Linked DNA regions of Mus musculus: region 2 is linked to region 1. Evidence: chromatin contacts called from public ChIA-PET data. All regions are on one chromosome and are shown on one strand. The core of a region is the stretch at or near the end of the contact, and the rest is flanking DNA. Distances in the headings are between cores, read along the strand shown. Region 1 overlaps Rftn1 (raftlin lipid raft linker 1). Region 2 overlaps Plcl2 (phospholipase C-like 2).

Region 1 (5,051 bases), core at 98-2,597:
TTAATGACTGATGTGGGAATGAATGCCCAGCCCACTGCGGGCAGCGTCATCCCTGGTCATGTGGGCCTGGGTTATATAAGACGCAGGCTAAGTGAGCAGTGAAGAGTAAGCCAGTTGGGGTTGGTGGCATCAAGTCAGATACCGCCCTTAAGAAAAGGACAACGCAAGGGCTGGAGAGATGGCTTAGGAGACAGCAGAACATTTGCTGCTCTGGGAGAAAACTTGGGTTCAATTCCCAGCACCCAACTCCAGCGCCCAGGGATTATCCAATGCCTCTGGTCTCTCTGTACTCCGTATACAAATGGGCACAGGCAGGCTCACACTCATGCACATGTGCACACACACGTTAATAAAGAATACAAATATTAATAATAAAATAATTAATAAAACAATCTGTATTCGATCAGAAGTGTGAGGATTATTTCTATTGTCTAGGATCAGGAATTACTTACTCCTTAAATCAAGGAGCAGAAGAGCAGTGTCTTTAAGACTGTTTGGAGATTAGTCATAGGGCCATAGAGGATAGAGATTGGCAAAGTTCTGGCTAGAAAACAAACAGTTGGAACAAGATAAAATACAAATCTGTCTGGCAAAGAGCCATGAGCACAGGCGAACTTGTTACGTAGCTATGCCAGTAGTGGGTAGCAGATGCATAGATTAACTCACTGATAGAATGACCCTGGGGAGGGCTGCCACTGACGCCTAAAGCAGTGGATAGGGAACAAATGGAGTTTCCCCTCATCCCAATAGGAAGTGCAAGATGGCACCAGATTAAGCTGGTGGCACAGTGTGATGCAGGAAGAATGGAAAGATTTCCAAGGAGAGAGTAGTTAGTAAGAGAGACATCTTAGGCACTTCTTCACCCTGTCTTTGGTGGCTTGAGGGAGGATAATAAATCAAGCTGTTACTAAGATAATTCTGGAATAATCAGGAAAAAGAGGATTATGAAATGAGAGCAATGGAGTTCAAAGTTCCCCTAACACTACGCTGAAGGTTTAAAAATGCTTGAGAGGGAAAAGAATGGAGAGAGAGAGAGAGAGAGAGAGAGAGAGAGAGAGAGAGAGAGAGAGAGAGAGAGAGAGAACACGAGAGCGAGCGCCATGGATCTTTAATGACTGCAGCTATAGGAGCACCAGGGGAGCCCAGGAGGAAGCGGGATGGAAAATGTGCCAGCCAAGTTACTGCCCCTTCTGATGTCCCTGGCCCCTGCCCCCAGCAGATACTTACTTCTGTCATAAAGGTTGGGTATCTATAGGAACATTCTGGATATGATGACACTGTCGCCACACACTCTCAAGGAGCTGTGTGCTGCCAAGTGAGTGTCTGTTACAGCTTAGCATCAACATACTACACCGCGACTTTAGAGAAAATCTTGCCACATCCTGTCTCAGAGCTTACAGTCAGGGCTGCCTCTTTGCTAGACAAACCACCTAACAACTCACAACTAGTTCAAGGCCTTTGTTGTTTGCCTCGAAAGGCCACAAAGGTAAATGAAGATCCTTTCTCTCAACCCTCTGGGATACAGAAAAAACCAGAGGAAACCATGGGGAACAGCCATAGGAAGAGGCCTGCTCTCTCTCTCGGACTCCTGCAGCCTCTCACGAAAGACACACAGAAAGTGAAAAGAAAGAATGTTCCTAATAATGCATAATTAATAGCATCTTATCAGGAACACAACAACTGAGTAAAATCAAGTCTTCCTAACATTTGCTGGTTCAGGAAAAGTCCCACATCTGCAATGCATGAATAGAAAGGATAGCTACCCATGAGTGGTCCCCAGGTGTTTTTATGGGCCACAGTCAGCTGAGTGACAGAAAGTCACTCAGCTTGCACATAATTACAGTTTCCATGTTCAAGACTGCTGCTATTTCTGCTTTTCTAGTTTCTCCCACCTACACCCCAGCACCTGCCTGAGACAGGGGACCAAAACACTCTATATCTGCAGCAACCAATGAGGTCACTGAAGAAATGTGTCCAGTGCAACTCAGAGGGGAGCTTGCATTTTAAAGTCCCATCAGTCCCAGAGCTGGAGAAATGGCTCTGATAGTAAGAATACCTCCTGCTCACACATAGAACCTGGGTTCCAAGTTCCCAGCACCCATGTGGTTGGGTGCTCACAGCCTTCTATAACCCCAGTTCCATGGGACCCTGCACCCTCTTCTAGCTTCCACAGACCCTGCACATACACGCAGTGTACAAACATACATGTAGGCTAGACATTCAGAAAGTTGTTTTCAAAAACTAAGCACAACCAACTTTGATGCAAATGTGTACGTATGCTTAGCTCTGTCCTTACACTTGAATGTACCCACCATTCATCTGGAGTCTACCAAAATGCAGATGCTGTTTCTACATAAGGGGAGGGGGGTGTCTGAGAACCTGAAATTTTGAAGGAACTCCCTAAAGATGCTGCTCCTGGACAGGAGATGCTGCCCCCGGACTGGAGATGCTGCCCCTGGACTGGAGATGCTGACCCTGGACTGGAGATGCTGACCCTGGACTGGAGATGCTGACCCTGGACTGGAGATGCTGACACTTCTGTCCCACCAGCCACACTTGGAGCAGCAAACCTTTTCCTCAGAAACCACAAGTCTGACCCTGAGGCTTCCTTTGGGTTCACTGTCTCTACATGATTTTAACCACATCTCCTTTAAGGAAAAGCTTGTATGAGACACTAATGTCTCACATATGCCTTAAAGCATACAAACAAGCCGTTAGAACACCGAGGGGCTGAGAGACAAGTGGAACAAGCATTATCCTTGGTGACCACAGGAAGTCTGCATGACTAAAGCTGGCATCTCAAGGCACAGATGTCCACTTGAAATGAGGCTCCTTCTTAAATATAATGGAAGGCTGTGTATGTTTCAAAAAGGCTTTTCGGTAATTTTACATTTCAAGTTAGATCTTAATAGATGTGGTACTTAAACTCACTCTGTGCCCCCCCCACACCCCCCAACCTCTTATTAAGAGCTGAGGTAGCCATTTCTCTGTGTCTGGGGATGGGTGACTAGAACAGGGCTATTACTCTCAATCTGCTATCACATCATAGGACTTCTAAAGCCATGTGCACATTTTATGAGTTATCTGACATTCTTACACATATATATCATTGTACTTTATTCGTACGTACCCCACAGTCCTTCCCTCCCCCAGCTATTTCTTCCTTCCTGCTCATTCCTTTTCCCCTGTAATGTCGTATGCATATATACATATATATTTTAAATCTACATTAACTATACTCTATACATAAGAGAAAACATGAAGTGGTTTAGAGTGTATTCCGCTCTTGCAAAGGATCCAAGTTCAGTTCCCAGCATGCACATCAGGTGGCTCACATCCACCTGTAACTCCAGCTCCAGGGGCTCTAACAACTCTATCCAATGGAGGTACCTACCCCTACTGCACGCATACACCGTTAAACTTGCTATTAATTATAAATTTTAATAAATCTTTATAAGAATATATCTTTCTAAAAAAGAGAGAGAGAGAACATGAGATATTTTGCCTTTTCGCCTTCACCTTACCATAATAGACTATTTTAGTTAAAATAATTCACAGACCAACCTTTTGGAGATCTTAGCTGAAAGTGTTCCTCTGAACGCAGCCATTTCCAGAGAGCCTCCCTGCTCCATACTGGATGAGCAGGTTGCTTCTGATGCCAGGACACCTACAACTTGATCAGTACCCAAACAGCACAGACTACTGACTCCATTTTCCTCCTAAAGTCTCTGAAAATAACTATAAAAAGTAGTCTCTGTTCCCCCTCTGGGCTGGGTGTGTCTTTTCCACACATGTCACTCGTGCCAACCTAGCACAGAGATCTCAAAATGACTCCAAAGCTCTAGCGAGTTACTTCTAACAATAATATTGAACCCCGTGTTCTTGAAAATAGAAGGTGAAAATTATCCTCAAATTACTATGTTAATGTAATTACAGTTTCAGCGGGTTTTACTGTGACCTGCAGAAAATCACTCTAGGCTTCGTATAAAACAAAAGAAAAAAGAAAAAGAAGAAGAAAAAAAAGAACAGAAGTGACCATGATCCTGAAGAATTGTTCTCTTACTACTATACATGCTACACATTTATGGTAATCATTTAATATGATAAGGGTTGAGGATATACGTCAGGTAGAGAATGTGTTTAGCAAGTGTGAGTCCCTGGGTCTGATCCCCAGCAAGGGAGAAAGATAATGCAGAACCCAATAAATAAAGGAAAGAAACAATAAAGAACCTTTGAGCTCGAGAGACGGCTCGGGGTTGTGAGCATTTGCTGTTCCTTCAGAGGACCTAAGTTCAGTTCCCAGCACCCATGCTCAAGAGCTCAAGACCACCTATAACTCCAGCCCAGGGGGATCTGATGCCCTTTCCTGGCCTCCACAGGTACCTGCAGTCATGCATCTATCCACACACCCACACGATCAAACATAAATATCTTTTTAAAAATCAGGAACAAATTAGGACATACATGGAACACCTCATCATAACTAACCTGCCATTTCATTCGGTGGTAAGATTAGGTGAGTATAGAAAATGTTTTTCGGCTAAGGTGGCTCCCTATAAAGAATAAAGGCAGAGGTCTGCCTTGCAGGTAACTAACTCAGGCATTCTAAACTGGAGGCAGTCTTGCTCACCAGCAGATGTTTGGTCACATCTGGAGGCACCTGTGACTGCTACAAGCACGGGATGGGAATGAGTTATCAACATGCAGATGCCAAAAAACGCCCTGTGAGGCCCAGGCAGTGCCACTCAATGATCCTATCCAAAAATGTCAAACATCAAGGTTGAAAAACTCTACGCTAACATGTAACCCCAAGCCTACGGCTAGCCCTAATCACTAAGAGAGCAACAGTCTTAAAAGTAGACAGTCATAGAGAATCTTCGCCTCTACACTCATGGCAACCCGCACAGGTGTCCCTTCTGGGGTTCCTGTTCTTCATTTCAGCTTCAAGAATAAAGACAGTGCTGTTTAGTGACGCAGTGTGCAAGGGCTCTGTAGTAGGAAGCTGCTCTCGTGATGACTGACAAAGACGGTTAAGCCATACAAACACATCT
Region 2 (5,199 bases), core at 2,196-4,695, 430 kb after region 1:
TTTATGATGTTATCTAATTCAAGTTTCTCATTTAAGTTCTTTCTAGATCACTTGCTTATTATTGAGAGTAGAACATTGAAATTGCCCCTATTACTGTATTGGTGTCAACTTGTGGTTTTAAGTCTAATGGGGTGTGTGTGTGTGTGTGTGTGTGTGTGTGTGTGTGTGCGTGTGTGTGTAAATTGGTGCTCCTGTGTTTGGTGCATTAGGATTATAATATATTGTGGATTTTCCTTTAAAGAGGATAAATTGTCCCTCCGTATCTCTTGCTCGGAAGTGGTTTGAAGTTGATTAGGTCAGATATTTGAATAGCCACACCTGCTTGTTTCTTTGTTCCATCTGCTTAGAATACCCTTTCTCATACTTTTACTATAAGGGTGCTGTCTATCATGGTCATGAGTTCTTTGAATCAGCAAAAAAATTTTGATTATTTTTCTGTGTCTATTAGGAAGTAGAAACATTAATATTAGGAATTATTGAATATTGCATATTAATTTCTGTCATTTTGTTTTTTTTTTTGTGATCCTCTATTAAACTTCTTTTGGTTGAGTGTTCTATAATTGCTTATTTGTTCTTATTCCTTCTTGAGTATGTTTAACATTGTCTTTAGACCTAAGTATTTTCTTTAATATCTTCTGTAGAGCTTGATTAGTGGCCATACATAGATGCCTTAAATTCATTTTTTTTTTTATCATGGAAAGTTTTTCTTTCTCCTTCAACTGACACCAGTAGTTTGTTGGATATGTGCTCAGGTTCTTAGACAGCAGCAGCAACAGCAGCAGCAGCAGCAACAACAGCAACAACAACAACAACAACAAAATATGTAGTATTTCCCATGTACTCTTCAGCCCTGACCTAGAGTGTCTTCTGACTACTTCTTGCACAAATGTGTGGCTGTATCTTGAAAGAGGATCTGGTCACAGACCCGTCTCCTCCTCTTTGAGGTAGCCCCCCACTGTCTTCCGTTGGTTGAGGTCATCAGGGCCCTCTGTGCTGCACAGTGAGTAGGCCTTTTCTATTCCATGCCTCATACTTGACAATCTTTCCTTGCGTGTAGCTTCAGTTACATATGGATCCACTGATGAGTTTTAAGTTGATATCTTCAGCTTAGGTCCCCTCCTTCCACCCAGTGCTCGTTGGCACATTACCCCAACATCTTACTGCACAGAGCCACACCCAGTCTGCCTTTCTCACCCTGTTGTCACCTTTGTGCAGTCTACTAATTTAAGTTTGGCAAGCAGCACCGCCATCCATTCCTCCTTTCTCTCTGAAACATTCTTGGGAATGTATGTGTGTCTGATGCATGTGTTTGTATGTGTATATGCATTTGAAAGTGTTGCTGGATGTGGAGGTCAGAGGTTGACAGTGGCTCTCTTTTCAGAGTCATATTCCACCTTTTTGGTTTTTCGAGAAAGAGTCCCTTGTTGAACCTGCAGTGTGCCATTTCAGCTAGTCTGGCTTGTCAGCGAGATCCAGGGATCTACCTGTCTCCTTTCGGGTTACAGACACATGCCACTGAGTTCAACTTTTGGGGAGTGCTGGCTATGTAAACCCAGGTCGTTATGCTCGTGTGACAAATACATTACCAACTGAGCCATTTCCTCAGCCCCCATTTTCATTTGTGTCCATTGAATCAGTTTGAACTAAAGGGGATTTATTTATTTTTTATAGACGTTGACAAGCTTAAATTATAGCTTATTGTTCAAAGAGATTTATGATCATTATGATTTTAATAGTATGAATGTGTATTCCCCAAGGGCACTGAGGTCTTGGTCCCAGGATGGCAGTGTTGGGAAGTGATGGAGTGTTTAGGAGGTGGAGCCTGGTCAAAATTCTTTAAACCACTGAGAGTGTGCCTCCTAAATGGGGATGATGGGACTGAATCCTCACCTTTATCTGCTTCCCAGACATGAAGCTAACAGTGTGTTCCGTTAAGTACTCCTATCCATTACCATCCACTACACCCACCAGAAGCCCCAACTTCAGAACAATAAGCATATTTATATTAACTATATCCCAGGTGTATTGTTATGGCAATGGGATCTACTAATATAATGCTATTAAAATAAAATGAAAGATTCCTTGTAGCAAGACTTAGGTATAACTTTAGAATTTTCACTCTGGAATGTCATGGAAGGGAATCATGTACGTATCTAGCACCGATATGCCTCTACCAGCAACGTCTGTTCATCTTCGAGGAGCTTGGCTCATTTTCTGTGGGTTGGTTCGCTTAAAAGCACAAAGCAAAACTTAATTGGAATCTGCCTCAAACATTTGCGTCTTAGACACGGTGTTAGAAGTTAGGAGTAGGCAAATACGAGCATTTTGGAAAAGGAGAATTTACATGGATTTATTTTCTTTTAGATTTTAAACTTGAAAACCTTTACATTTTAAAGTCTAACCATCTCATCCTGTGATCCATAATCCATACTTTTCCATTACTTTGAAACTATTTGTGTGAAAATATTATTTATTTTTATGCAAATGTTGGTACAGAACAATCAGATATCAGGTAGGATCCATTGCCTTTAGGTGAGATCTGGAAGTTGGCATTGGTGACTTTCACTTTCTGGGCACCGATCTATCCTGACATGCACCTAGACCCTTGAGCAAGTCTATTAGGGTTTCTATAGCTGTGATAAAAGGTAATGGCCATAAGCATCTTTTGTTTTGTGTTGTTTTGTTTGTTTTCGAGACAGGGTTTCTCTGTGTAGCCCTGGCTGTCCTGGAACTCACTCTGTAGACCCGGCTGGCCTCGAACTCAGAAATCCACCTGCTTCTGCCTCCTAAGTGCTGGGATTAAAGGCGTGAGCCACCACTACCCTGCTGACCGTAAGCATTCTTGTGGAGGAAAGGGTTTATTTTATTTTATAGCTTATAATCTAGCATCCAGGGAAGTCAGGGCAGGAACCTGGAGGCAGGGACGGATGGAGGAGGGCTGCTTCTGGCTTGTTCCTATGGTTTGCTCAGCCTGCTTTCTTATAGAACTCAGAACCACCAGCCCAGGGTAGCACTGCTTACAATGAGCTGGGCCCACCTACATCCACTGTCAAGAAAATGCACCACATGCTTGCCCACGGGCTAATCTGGTTGGGAATTTTCTTAACTTAGGTTCCCCCATCCACTATGACTATAGGTGTGTGTCAAGTTGACATAAAAGTAGCTCACACAGAAAGCAGGGATACATTGAACTTCTGCTCTTTATTTTACTTTCATTGCTGAGGATGTAATAGATGAGGCCCCTGAGCTGGCTTCACAGCAGAGCATTTGCCAGTGGAAGTGTGGAATCTGTAGGAGTTCTGGTGTGTCTACCACGGTGCACCCATATGGGGTGAGAGGATATAGACTGATGGTTGAGAGAGGTTGGGTGTCGTGCAACCAAGTGGGAGGAGAAGCCACACCCAGTGGGAGGCGTCCTGTGAAGCTTTATTTCTGGGAAATGGTCAAATTGGGTTTGTGGCTGTGTGCAGAAGAAAAGATTTGCAGGAGATCCTGTAGAGCGGTGCTGTATACTCAAGGTTCTGAGGTTTCTTTTGATGTTCTCCAAGAACTTCTGGCAAGGCGGGTCCCTTCAGCCCACGCTTTTGTAATAAGCCAGTTAGCATTCTTCAGTTGTGAGCCTCTGTTGGTTTTCATCATTTACGTGTGAATGAGGACTGCCCAATAGTTACTTTTTGTGGTCTTTTGGAAAGTGCAGTGTTCATGGATGCCTTAGACTGTGCTGGTAAGAAAGTGTTGGTCCCAGGGAATAGACCGTCAGATGTAGGCAGATAATCTGACTTTGCTGATTATCAAACAAACAAACAAAAAACACCCCCATGTCCTGAGTTACCTCTAGCTTTCCATGTCCCTATTCATTTTTGTCAATTGTGCTGTCTAGTAATCCTGAAAAACTGAGTGCATGATCTCTGGCACTGTTGTTAAATTGGCAGAGCCAGGGACATGCTTTTTCACTTTTTAGCCTTTTCAGATTTGGGTAAAGACAAAAACAAAATCACCACCCCCACTCGCACCCCCACATTAATAATAAAATCATATAGAATTTGTTTCCACCGAGGTCTACTGGTTTTCTAGAGAACCAGGTGTAAGGGAGTTTGTGTAACCGAGGAAAGATGTGTAGGAGACCTTTCAAAGAGGCAGACTTTGTAGGGGGAGAGCTTACTGGTGGGCTGGCCTATTTGGTGGCTTATTGGCCCTGTGAATGAGGTCTTTCAGTTCAGTCTTTGCTGTTCCCACACTGGTTGCTGTTCAAAAGCTGGGAGTGCTTTTATCCAGCTGCTGCTCTGGACACACAGCCTGTAAGCAGAAAGCCACATGCATCTGCAGGCTTGAGTCAGAAGTGCTTTGCAGTTGGCAGCCTCATTGCAAGCAGAAGCCACGGACTCCAGGAAAAACAACAGACTGTCTTTTAAAATTACTTGGTTTCCATAGCCTCCTGTTCAAATATGTACTGGGTTCTCTCCCTAATGACACACATGGCATCGGAATGGCTGTCCTTAACCATATAGAGACAAATAGGGTGTGTGGGCACAGGGAGTGATGCAGGTAGATGTAGCCAGAAGAGACAAAGGACTTTCATTCTGCTGTGCGCACACTATCCCAAAGGTGGTAGAGTGGTCCTCATTCCCTTCTTGGCACCACATGTCTCTGATATCACTAAAACAAAACCTAGAAGTCGCAGGGCGGACTTCAGTCTCACCCTCTGTATTAAACTAAAGTAGAAGGCCGCTCATGGAGATGGCGCTCGAAAGGCTCGCTTCTTGTTCTACCTGCAAGTCTTTGTCTTTTAGGTGCTACCAATCGACTACTTAGACTTTAAAATCCCATGTGAGAAAATGAACTGCCAGTTGTAAAATTTCACGCAGAAATGGATTGTGGGGGCTGGTGAGATGGCTCAGTGGGTAAGAGCACCCGACTGCTCTTCCGAAGGTCTGGAGTTCAAATCCCAGCAACCACATGGTGGCTCACAACCATCCTTAACGAGGTCTGACTCCCTCTTCTGGAGTGCCTGAAGACAGCTACAGTGTACTTACATATAATAAATAAATAAATAAATCTTAAAAAAAAAAAAAAAAAGAAATGGACTGTGTGAAAAATCTGGCAGTTGTGTGCATGTTTCTGAAATGTTTTCATCTGATTTACAAAGGGGTCAGAAACCAGGCACTCGGCTGATTGAGAGAAAACTACAGCCGCAGTTCC

What was found. ChIA-PET counts read pairs in DNA pulled down with a chosen protein or histone mark.
Region 2: an RNA polymerase II ChIA-PET map of memory CD8 T cells shows a contact between it and region 1, with 17 read pairs. The contact joins two enhancer-like sites. A contact is called at or near these places in 1 of 484 Hi-C or Micro-C datasets (CD8 T cells) and 2 of 115 datasets of contacts at active chromatin or transcription factors (CD8 T cells and memory CD8 T cells).

The regions. Positions count from the first base shown.
Region 1 is chr17:50,092,949-50,097,999 of GRCm38.p6, forward strand. The region is part of intron 3 of Rftn1 (raftlin lipid raft linker 1); the gene reads right to left. Among named protein-coding and RNA genes, the nearest start is that of Gm52302, 61 kb to the left of the region's middle. Within about 2 kb of position 1,348, at least 59 of the 459 cell types and tissues checked have an H3K27ac peak or open chromatin away from gene starts, as enhancers often do. A contact at or near this core is called in CD8 T cells and memory CD8 T cells, where this site is marked.
Region 2 is chr17:50,521,741-50,526,939 of GRCm38.p6, forward strand. The region is part of intron 1 of Plcl2 (phospholipase C-like 2); the gene reads left to right. Among named protein-coding and RNA genes, the nearest start is that of Plcl2, 15 kb to the left of the region's middle. Within about 2 kb of position 3,446, at least 49 of the 459 cell types and tissues checked have an H3K27ac peak or open chromatin away from gene starts, as enhancers often do. A contact at or near this core is called in CD8 T cells and memory CD8 T cells, where this site is marked.